Regions from separate parts of the Gossypium hirsutum genome. Here all the other regions are linked to region 4. Evidence: chromatin contacts called from public Hi-C data. All regions are on one chromosome and are shown on one strand. Each heading gives the region's core, a stretch centred on a gene start, on an enhancer-like site or on the middle of the called end of the contact. The rest is flanking DNA. Distances are from core to core; before and after follow the strand shown. Region 1 holds the start of LOC107888756 (guanosine deaminase). Region 2 holds the start of LOC107888682 (protein translocase subunit SecA). Region 3 holds the start of LOC107888657 (kinesin-like protein KIN-14U). Region 4 holds the start of LOC107955925 (serine/threonine-protein kinase EDR1).

Region 1 (3,151 bases), core at 72-2,571, 310 kb before region 4:
AATAAAATAAAATAATGAAAAATTTTAAAAAATCGCCTCTTTAAGTGGAATTATCCACAAATTTTGAAATTCACTAATATATTCAACAAACAAGTAAATTATTTTTTAGAATTTTGAAAATCTTCATAAAAATAAATCTCTCCTACAAATTCCTTACTCAAACAGATCCTAACAGCATGTTTGGATGAAAAATTTTAAAATATTAACTGTTTAGAATTCATTAGTTCAAAACACTAACATTTACAATTACTTTATTCAAATAAATAATTGATTTAGAAAAAAAAATAGGTTATTAGAATTTTAAAAAAACTAATTATATTAAAAATAAATAATATAAAAATATCCAAGATGGATATCATTTTAATTGTATTTTTATAAATAGTTTTAATAAAATAAAATAAATAATAATGAATTTTGAATGGAATAGAAATATGAGTAATTCTGAAAAGGCATAATGAATTTTTTGATCCTCCAACTTTATAAAAAAAGTTATTTTAACCTTTTATTTAATTTTTCATCTTTTTAACATTTGAATTTGTATTATTTGTCAAATCACCCTAAAATAGATGGAAAAGTTAATGTTTGTTAATTTTGATGACGTCATACATGTTGATTGCTATGTGTATACAACGTTAGCAATTAATTAAAATTTTAAAATACTTTTTATATATTTTTTAATTTTTACAATTTTAAAAATATTTAATTGCTTGCATGGATCACATTAATAAAATTAAAATAATAATAATTTTTTATTTATTTTTAGGTGATATGACAAAAAATAAGTTTAAGAGCTAAAATGGATAATAAATTAAAGGAATGAGTAAAATGATTTTTTCATAAAGCTAAAAGGATAAATAAGTAATTATGACTTTTAAACACCACCAAGTTTGGTGAAAATTAACCCCCCCTGAAATTATCTACAAATTTTAAAATTCTTTCATATATTTACTTAAACAAATAAATTTATTTTTATAATTTTGAAAACATGATACAAATTAAATCGATCCTACAACTTATAAATTAATAAATTAATATTTATTTAAATATAATAAAAATAAAATTTAAAACGTTTTAATATATTTATTTTAGCTTTTAGATTTGACCTTAAAAACAAAATAGAAATAGTTCAAAAAGAAGTTAGTGGTTGAGAACAGCCTAAAAATAACCCATCACAAACAACTCTGGAGACTCCTATAAGTGCTTTCAGGAAAACCAAAAAAAAAAAAAAAAAAAAAAACATAGACTCCCATAGGAAAATATAATTTTTTTTAAAAAAAAGGGCATTGAAAAGAAAACAAATAAACTGAATCAGCCCCAAGATAAAAAAGAGATTCCCATTTGTCTTTTATTATATTGCATGTGTTTTTTCTGCAACTTGAATTTTTTCCTTTTCCCTTTCCTTTGTAACTCTTTATTTTTAATTTTCTCCTCCATGAGTCTTATTTAATATTTAATAATATATATTACATATAAATATACATTCCTATATAATTACGTGAACAAGCCTTGCTGGTTCTCCTATCTTTCTCTCTTTCACATTTTATCTTCTCTTTTTCCCATATTCTGTTGACTACCCCCATTTGCCTTTCCTTAACCCAGCGTTTCAATTTTCTTCTCTGTTTTTTTTCTCATCATGGAAGAGGCAAAGGGTATGCTTTTCTTTCTGGGTTTTGTTTTTATATTTTTTAAGATTTTGTTTTCTTGATCTTTAATCCTTTCTTTCTCTTTTTTTTTTCATCTTTCATGAAAATTTCATTGTTACTTTTCCAGAATCTGAGAGAACTGAATTTTTCCACTTCGCTTTGCATTTCTAGTTTTAGTATTAGACAGATCAATTGAATTTGTGAATGCCTGGAAGTAAAAAAGGAACTCACTTTTTCCACAATTTGTTTTAAATTATAGTTTTTAGGTTTTATGCATGCATTTGAAGAATATTATGTGTCTCAATTTTCAATCTTATTTTGTGAATAATTAATTGTAATATTAATGTTTCTTTTTATTTTTATTTAAAAAAAAAACAGTGTTGGAAGCTAAAGAAGGAACCATTTCCGTTGCCTCTGCTTTTCCTGGTCATCAAGAAGGTAATTGTCAACTTTTCATAGGATTTAATGTTAAAAAGCTAATATTAAATGGCCTCTTCATAGTTGCTACCATTAGAATTATTTCGGTAGATTCAAGATATTCTTTTTCATTCATTGAATTTTGCCTATTGTTTTAGTATAGTAATGGAGATTTACTTCCTTCAATACACATATCTTATGGTTTACTTTTTTAGCTGTCACATTTTATAGATCAGACTGATATTTATGATCTGGTATATTGCTTGGATATGCTGTGTTAATCTATGTTACCTGGGGCGAGTCTGAACATATGTCGGACATAGGTGTTAGACTCGGGTTTAGGAAAAACGAAGAGTAGAAATAACGTAGGTGTTATGTGATGGCTTTTAGCTGTGTCACAGTTTATGGATCATACTGATGGTTATCATTGATGATGTGGTATACTGCTTAGATATTCCGTGTTAATTTATGTTTCCTGGATTTGAGGATGACCGCATATCAATGTCCGGGTATGTGTCGTACATAGGTGTTGGACACAGGTTTAGGAAAAATAAAGAATCTATGTCAGAGTTTATGGATCATGGTGATGGTTATCAGTATTGTTGATCTGGTATGTTGCTTAGATATGCTGTTTTGATCTATGTTACCCAGACTTGAGGATGAGTTCATATCCATATCTAGATATGTATTGCACATAGGTGTTAGCCATGGGTTCGGGAGAAACAAAGAGTCTGGATGGCATAGCTGTGTTATCCAATAGTAGGTTTTTTAGTTATCACAAGTTATGGATCATAGTGAGGGTTGTCATTATTGCTTGGATAATCAATATGTCATAAGTATAAGAGACGGGGTTCTGGACAACATGGGAGTGAATGATTCAAAGATACTTGATTAACGATGTAGATACCTTCAGAAAACCATCATGCTTAATGTTTGTTCGATGGTTATGAAAATGCTCTTGTTTCTGTTTATTGTTCAACCAGCTGTACAGGATAGAGATCACAAATTCTTAACACAAGCAATTGGAGAAGCATATAAAGGGGTTGAATGTAAGGATGGAGGGCCGTTTGGTGCAGTTGTCGTTCGCAATG
Region 2 (2,774 bases), core at 180-2,679, 340 kb after region 4:
CTTTTCCTTTATGCATCCATGTTTGATGCAAGTCTCGGACCAGAACGAATATAGGGATATAATCCTCTAGAAATCCTCCAAATACATGAAAAAACTTTGACAAAAAATGAACATAACACACCTGTGTCAAACATATATATCAGACACTCAAACTATAGTCTGAATAACAAGATGTAAAATCATCATTTTGATTCAGATAATATGCATAACCAACTCCCCTACCCTCTTAGACAAATATCTTACTTATCTTTCAAATAGCTTATCCTACATTCAACGTCATATTCACCGAGCAGCAGCCAAAAGACAAAGATACATTAACTTAGAGAATTTAAGATCAGACAAATTGAGCGATAAGCATAAAGACACTAGCTCATACATTTTAATCATCCAACAAATGATCAGCAAAAACATAACTGAAAAAAACCACTGGTGAACCTACCTCAGCAAAGTTCTTTGGCATCGGTTTGCCTTCCTCTTTCAGCTGAACCATCTTCTTATGAACTTCTTTAGCCCATGTGAACTTCGCAAGAGCATTCTCAACATCTAATAAAGTACAATCACATTGTTTTGCAGCTTCTTTCTTTTGACTCAGTTGGAGATTCTAAAAAAAAAAAAAGAAGTCAAAATCTAAATCCACAATCAGCGAATTCACCCGCAGGGCTCCAACCATAAACGTAAATAAAATCAGCATCAATAACAACCAACAAATTCGCCACTCAACTGAGAACACATTTAACATAATATAATAAAGCAAAAAAAAGAAGAAAATTCATAAAAATAAATTTGAGAGGAAAACTAGAAAACAACCTCGCCGGTCGGCTCACAACCTCCAAGATACCTAACGATGGCTAATTTTTTCTCAAAAACATCCTCAAACGTAGCCTCGCTGGTTCTACCAACTATGTATTGCTTAAATTTCCCTACATTTCTAGCATTCTCCAGTTCATCGGCAAATCCTAAAGTAATAACATTAAGTAGTATTATCAAATTAATTTTAAAATTTCAAAAACAAAAATGTGAATTAATAGTAGTAAAAAAAAAGGGAACTACAACTAAATGAAACCCAGGTAAATGAGCTAAAGTGAAAGTGATGGTCAGGAGATGACTCACGGAGGAGAGTGAAGGATTCGGCACTGGTTACATGATCATCTGGAGAGGTCTTCTTGCCGGTGAAGACCTCTTTGATCGAGTCCATCCATGAGGAGTGGACAGGTGACGTGGTGAAGATCGGACATTGCTGTGATAAAATCAAGTGACGTTCGGGGTAACTGTATCCAGAAGAAATGAAGTTTCTCTTGGAAATGCTGTTTACGAATCTAGAAGAAAGCATTATCTATGGAAAAAATGGGAAGTTCTGCCAAGTTTCCCAGGTTTATCAATGAAATAGACGATATAGATGCTCTTGATCCTTTATTTTAACTCTTATAGTCGCTGAAACACTGCGTTCTGAGTAAAATAAATCTTGGATTACTTTAGTAGAGTTAGAAGTTTAATTCTTAATATATAAAAAAGTCCCTGTAAAATAATTTAATAATCAATTAAACCCTCAATCGAAAATAACATTCAGTTGAGCCCTTAATCGAATATAAGATATCAATTACGACTCAAAAAATCAATTTCTGTGTAATCCCTTGACTTCCATTAATTTCGTTACATGACATGTCAGGATTATGCCACGTAACAAAATCGGGTAATTCCCCTATTTAAAAAATCATGAAAAATCTTTAAAAAAATTTCAAGCTTTTTGAATTTTAAAAATTTTAAAAATAAATAGATTTTTCAGGATTTTAAAATTATTAAATATTTTGAAAAAACTGAAAAAATATAATTTTAAAAAAGAATTAAAGTTGTAAAAAGCCATCATTTTTTAAAAAAACAATTAAGCCATTATTTTTTTTCACTCAATTAGATACTTGAAACTTTCAAAATGCTTTAAAAGGCCCTCAAACCTTTTCAAACAAAGCAATTAAGCCCTTTTTTTTCCTTTTTTTTTTGCATTCAATTGTGTATTTCTATTTTCAAAATGCATAAAAAAAAGACTATTTTACTGTTAACTTTAACAGTTGACCATTAAAATTAATTGTCCCTAATTTTTTTAATTAAAATCATCGTGAGTCATAATCACGATGTGGCATGCGGTAAAAAATAAAAATCAATAAAAATTATTATATTTAATAAAAAATATTAAAACTTTGAAAAAATTATAAAAATTGTAAAAAAAATGTAAAATTTTATAAAAATCATAAAATACATCAAAAAATTCCTTTAAACTTTAACTTTAGCTGTTGACTGTTGAAGTTAATGACTCCCAATTTTTTTCAATTAAAGCATCACGTGTCCCAACACATCGTAACATGTGGTGAAAATGATAAAAAATAAAAATTAATAAAAGTTATAGAAAGATTAGAAAATGTTTCTTTTAGTACGATTTTTTTTAAAGGATAAGATAAAAACTTAAACTTCAAAATTTATTTTTATTTAATATAATATACATTTAAAATTTTATTTTATTAAAACTATTTATAAATTTTTACAAATATAAGAATATCTATATTGGATCTTTTTTATATTATTTATTATTAATATAATTATTCTTTTTTATAATTATTCTTTTATTTGTAAAATTTCATCAACTTTATTTTTTTCTAAATCAATTATTTATCCTAACAAAGCAATTACAATTCTTACCTTTAGAATTGATAAATTCTATAATGTTAATATTTTAAAAATCTCAAAAAATTTAAGATTCTTTGTCCAAATGTCATGGACAACGC
Region 3 (3,049 bases), core at 404-2,903, 390 kb after region 4:
TTCAAAGCTCGAGGAACGATTCCCGGCTGGACCGTCGTGCCATCCTAAACAGTCATTCCAATCCTTCATCAAATTAATCCTCATAAATGCAAGAATGACACAAGCAAAATTCTCAACTACAGACCATTGTAAATGTCTTCCCAGTACCGGTTTGACCATAGGCAAGAATGGATACATTGTGCCCATCAAGTGCAGATCTGAGGATTGGTTCAACATCAACAAACACATCTTCTACAAGAATTTCAAGCAAGATCAATTGATCAACTCTCTTAATTATGTTACCGAATTTGGGGGAAAACCGAGTAAAATCTGAAGCTAACCTTGATTAGCTTCTTGATGGAAAATCTTATCGAATCCAAACTCTTTTCGACTTCCACTTGATGTGACGATAACCCGATCAAGTTCACTCGAAATAGGTTCCAGGGTTCGTCTCTTGTCTGTCGAAAGGAAAGGCCTAACTCGACAAAACACTCTAATGGTGCCTGCAAATTGACACCAATCCTTAAAACCAAACAGAATAAACACACAAGCTAATGTTCTTAACACAACAACAAGACGATAATTTACCTTTGATGTCTATTATCTTATTCAACGTTTCCCTCCTTTTCTCATCTATTGACCTTAGGATTAACCTCAATTCAGCAATTTCACCTAAAAAAAAATTTAAAACAAGCATATGTTAATGAAATCAATACAATAACCTCAATCCTTAATATGAAAAAGCTCAAAATTTTACCTTGTAATTTGTGTATAGACTGCTCAAGCTGGCTCTTTTCATGCTCAGGAACCACATTGACATCACAGAAAATGGTGGACAGTGATGGAGAATCAGGCAAATCTGGTGGTGGGGGCAATCCATTAAGGGAATCAGGACTTGATCCTACTGGAGATGATGTCGAACACTCTTTAACTTCATTTGAAGGCAAAGTGATTTCCTCTGTTTCACTACTAATCAACATTTTTCTTTTACCAAACAATCCAACCCCCTTTTGCAGTTATAAACCAACACTTTTTCTTGCCTTCAGAACACAGCAACAACCAAATAGATTTTCTGGAAATGAATGATAATAATAACTATAAAAAAGTAGAAGTAAATACTCAAAGGTTCTACTTTTTCTATTTAAGAAACGTCTTAAGTTGGCAAAAGTACAAAAAAGTAATAGAGAAACAGCTTAGATTTTAAAAAAGAAGGAGAAACAACTAAAACCAGCTAAAGATCTATATTTAGGTTGTAGAAGAAATTAAAATTTTAAAAAGAAACCCAGAATCTTTTTTGTCTAAAAACAACCCTAAAAAGCTAAGTTTGGACTATGGCACAAAATCTGATAAACCCAAAGATCAATAAAGCTTGTAATAATCAAAAGAGAACAACTTTATAGCTATCTTACTGTGTTAAATAAAACCCAAAAACAGGAAGAAGAAAAAATGTTGCCCGTAGTAATTATGAAGGCTTGGACTTTCATGCAAGAGAAAGATGAGCTTAAAGTCAACAGTGGGAGAGCTGGAATTTTCAAACACAAAGAGAAAATTTTGAGAAATCACAGAAAAAGGAAAAAGGAAATTTTGGTTTTACCATCAGTTAATATAAATGATGGAATAGTGAATAAATCTTTGGAGTCTGATTGTTTAAATGAAGCTTTTTTAAGCTTGTTTATTGAAAAAAGAACATGTTAAAATATATATAATGTAAGAATAAGTATTGGTTGGTCCAGATCTAAAGATCAAAACTGTAATTTTATTTATTTAGTTATTGTCATTTCAGGGAGGAGTGTGAGGGGCGGAGGAGCAAGATTGGAATAAGAAGTTATATCTCAATTGTTTGACTGAACTGAAAGTGAAGGAACTTGGATTGGATCCCTCCACGGTCAGAGTATGAAGTGAAAAAAATTTGATGACATGTAACTATCCACGATTTTGGATTTTTTTTAAAAAAAAAGTATATTTTAATGATCTAATCGTCATATTTTATATTTCTTTTATATAGATTATGTAAGTCAAATTTGACGTAAATTTAAAATTTTTAATTATATAGTTTATGTAAAAAAAATTTAACCGTTCTATATTTATTAATATATATATATATAATATTTTAGATTAATATAATAAAGATATTGAGTCGTTTAACTGTTGGAATATTAAAATATTAATAGTATAAAAATATACAAAAAAAGTGAAAAATTATTTTAGTTCTACCTCGGTATAAATAGATTCTCTCTTAAAAATATTATATAAATATATAATAATTTAGAAGTTATAAGTGTAATGTAAATATGATACAAATGAACATCGTCCTACTGAAATATTAATTACTAAATTATAACATATTTACAATGTGAGTGTAAAAAATATATTTATAAAAATGTGTCTTAAAACTAAACGAGACTTTAGATTATGTTTTATATATATATCATTATTAGTCATACCTAATTAATTTGTGACACTAATTTCAAGATATAAATGTTAACCCTCAAACATTAATAATATTAAGCAAAGATGGTACAAAACTAATCCACTATGTATACATGTTTTTCATCTCTATTTTTGTGACTTCAAATTCTTATTTTTACGATAAAAGCACTTACATTAATTTAAATATGGAAAAATAGTTGAAATTATAAAATCACCCTTCAAATTTATTTAACCTTCACTATATCCATCTTCTAACTCAATCCATATACAATTATATTGAATTTTATATAAGCAATTCAAAAATTCAACATAACCTTTTTGGGTAAAATATATAAAACATTTTGAATTGAAGTCTGCTACGATGCAATGAACATTTTTATAATACATATATATATTTAATTACGAACTACTGGAACAAAACACAAACATGTCTGTAACTGTCATTGTTTCTTACAACGTGGCCAAATTTGATTGGACAAAGGTTAAAGATGGGAAGGTATTTTTTTTGGTTACAAAAAGATTGAACAATTATTTTTTCTGACGGTTTATACAGAGAACCTAAAAACTTGCCGTTAACGGTAAAGATGTAATAATGGGCGGAGTACTACTTTTGGGATTGTTGAAATCATAAAATAAAATT
Region 4 (2,917 bases), core at 17-2,516:
AAAAAATTAAAAACAAAGCATTTGGATAATATTTAAAGAAACAAAATAAAATAAAATAACTGAAAAAATACATTAAGTGATAGGTGACTCATTATCTTCTTTATCATTTTATACATTTTTTCTTTGAAAAAGTTCTATATTTTATTTTTTATGGATTATCAAAGTGCTTGAAAAATCCCTTAAAATATTAATTTTCAGTTGATTTGATTTTTTCAATAAGTTATCAAATAAGCTCTAAATCGTAAAAAAATCAAAATTTATGTATTATTTCTAGGTCAAATTATGATAATAATCATTGTAGTACATGTAAATTACAGATTTGGTCTATGTATCTTATTTGGATAATTTTAGTCCATGTATTTTTTAAATTTAAAATTTTAATATTAATTCAAAAGGTAATTGTTCAATTTATTAGGTTAAATCTACTATTAGTCTCATACCATATATAATTTGTGGATTTAATCCATATTTTCTAATTTGATAATTTTTAGTCCCTATACTTTTTGAATTTTGAAATTCCAATATGATTAAAAGCAATAGCCTTTAAGTCCATTAATGAAATAACGCAACTTTTTTATAAGCATTATATGAAAATAGTAAGATGGCTTGACATTACACCTATGATAATATATTTGTTGTATAATGTTTTTAAAATAACAACATTTAACTTGATGAATTAAATAATTGTCATTTTAGTCAAGACTAAAATTTAAAAATTCAAAAAATATAAAAAAATTTAAAAATATCAAATCAAAATATAAAAATTAAATTTACAACTTATACATATTAGAGAGACCAAGAACAAAATTTGACCAAAATTTTAACTTGATTAAATTGAAATTTGAATCAACTGAATCAAAAGTTATTTTTGAATTGATTAAATTGAAATTTGATACAAACTGATTAAATTAACTAAAAGTCGATTAAATTTATAGTCAAATTGATTGAGTCGGTGATCAAGTTTTAAATAAATTTTTAATTGAACCAATTAAACCGATTGAATGAATCAAATTGATGAAGAGGTAAATTTGAATATTTGATCATCTATCCAATTTAAAAAACATTATGACCCTCCACTCCAAGTATGCAAAACTCAATGCCAGCGTGTCTTATTTCCATTGGTTTCCTTCACTTGAACATCGTCAAACGAATGCGCGTGTAGGAAAAGATTATAAATGGCAATTTCGTAGATATTTCTCAAGGACAAGCCGTATTATTACCCACCAAGACTACTATATATACATACAGCAATACCATTCCTCTAAGTTTCCCTCCTATTGTTTCCGACATTACGTTGACCCTTCGAAAAAAAAAAAGTAAAGAAAAGAAAGTGAGAGAGAAAATGCGAGAAAGCGAGGAAACTGAGAAAGTGAAGAAGATGAAGAAACGAGAAAAAATGAAGCACATTTTTAAGAAGCTGCACATAGGAAGCAGTAACGATCCCGCTGATAATCAACGCGCAGCGTCCGAGAACTCTCCGGCGAGTCCTCCTACTACAACTAGTGCGTCATCGTCCCCGGTGACCGCGGCGACTGTGCCTGTAACCTCGAGCACGGGTTTGATTACGCCGTCATCGACGGTGACTGCGACGAATCGAGATTATATGTTATCGGAGGAAGAGTTTCAGGTTCAGTTAGCCCTAGCTATAAGCGCTTCGAATTCGGAGGATCCGAAGAAGGATCAGATCCGAGAAACGGCTATTTTGAGTTTAGGGAGTCATCATCGGATGGATTTGGGGGTAGGGAGGGATAAAGATGATGTGGCAGCCGAGGTCTTAGCCAGGCAGTATTGGGTATGTGTTTTTTTGTGTGTGTGTGTTTTTTAATAATTTTGAAGGTTGAATTGGAATTTTGGTAGGTCGAATTGGACTGAATGAGCTAGAATTTTGCTTTTTGTAGTTGATTCAGCTGGCTAAGTTTCGGACTATTTAATTAGGGCTAGTTACTGTATTGAATTTATGTGGAAAAGCTCGAATTAATTGTGCTTTTACTGGAGAAATGGAAGTCAATAGTGAATTGTTTTTATTTCAACTGTTTTGTATCTGATCATGAAGTAGGTTACTCTGGACTCTTGCTTCTTGTGAATTGTGGTGGACAAGCTGGGAAGAGCGTCTACCTTTAGGTTTTGATGGTTTATAGGAGTTTTATGTCTTCTTTTGCTTGATACTTTTTTTGAGGGTTGAACTGAAATTTTGGTAAATCTAATTAAAGTGAGTGGCCTGGATCAGGGGCGTTTAGTTTCTGCTATTGATTCATCTTTGGATTGATTGATTAGCACGAGCTATGGTTTGAGCTTTATTTTGGATTCTCATATATGGTGAATTTTTGTGAAAAAGCTTGAACTAATATGTGTTTCCACAAGAATTATGGTAGTTTATATACATTTTATCGTATTTTTTATAATCAAAATTTGAGCTTTGATGGTTTTCTAACTAGGAATGAAGTACCTGGAAACTGAACCATGGTGCGTTCTTGTGAATGAGCTTTAGTTTTTATGGTTAGCATTTGACTTTGCTGGTGTTACAGTTTGGAATTGGTCATATTAGGCCAGTTACTGTAAGCGTTTTGCTTCTTGCTAAACCGTGTAGGGTAAGCTGGTGAAGCAGCTATCACTTAGATTTCTTTTGTAATGGTCAGTGTTACAAATTTCAGGGTTTAATCAGAAGCTTGGAGACCTTGAAGGATTTTAATGTTAGCAGAAATCATTTTATAAGCCGAAGAGAATCCATTTAAATTGTCTTTGATAGCATGTTTCTATGTGCTCTTAGTCATGGCCTTTTTACATGTCTTGTTTTGCTTTAGTTGATGTTTGTTGTCTGGCCTATACTCATGCTGACTTGCAGCTTTTTCCAATGCTTGGATCAATGATTTCTTTTAAAAAAAATCCAAATACATTTTGACTGCTTCTATAACTAGAT

Evidence for each region. A called contact is a pair of places that touch in the nucleus more often than the background predicts.
Region 1: a contact with region 4 is called in a Hi-C map of leaf, with 2.3 times the contacts expected there. The contact joins the promoter of LOC107888756 here to the promoter of LOC107955925 in region 4. A contact is called at or near these places in 2 of 34 Hi-C or Micro-C datasets (both in leaf).
Region 2: a contact with region 4 is called in a Hi-C map of leaf, with 2.4 times the contacts expected there. The contact joins the promoter of LOC107888682 here to the promoter of LOC107955925 in region 4. A contact is called at or near these places in 7 of 34 Hi-C or Micro-C datasets (anther, callus, fibers and 1 more).
Region 3: a contact with region 4 is called in a Hi-C map of leaf, with 1.9 times the contacts expected there. The contact joins the promoter of LOC107888657 here to the promoter of LOC107955925 in region 4. A contact is called at or near these places in 9 of 34 Hi-C or Micro-C datasets (callus, fibers, hypocotyl and 1 more).

The regions. Positions count from the first base shown.
Region 1 is chrA11:109,403,406-109,406,556 of Gossypium_hirsutum_v2.1, forward strand. It overlaps LOC107888756 (guanosine deaminase), which reads left to right and starts at 1,322. Exons shown (of 5, transcript XM_016812952.2): 1 at 1,322-1,649; 2 at 2,022-2,081; 3 at 3,044-3,151. The coding sequence starts at 1,634.
Region 2 is chrA11:110,057,871-110,060,644 of Gossypium_hirsutum_v2.1, forward strand. It overlaps LOC107888682 (protein translocase subunit SecA), which reads right to left and starts at 1,430. Exons shown (of 5, transcript XM_041081705.1): 1 at 1,111-1,430; 2 at 808-956; 3 at 440-601. The coding sequence starts at 1,330.
Region 3 is chrA11:110,106,002-110,109,050 of Gossypium_hirsutum_v2.1, forward strand. LOC107888657 (kinesin-like protein KIN-14U) reads right to left here and starts at 1,654. Exons shown (of 11, transcript XM_016812835.2): 1 at 1,389-1,654; 2 at 737-1,051; 3 at 568-651; 4 at 321-482; 5 at 125-231; 6 at 1-44. The coding sequence starts at 959.
Region 4 is chrA11:109,717,019-109,719,935 of Gossypium_hirsutum_v2.1, forward strand. LOC107955925 (serine/threonine-protein kinase EDR1) reads left to right here and starts at 1,267. Exons shown (of 13, transcript XM_041081701.1): 1 at 1,267-1,792. The coding sequence starts at 1,343.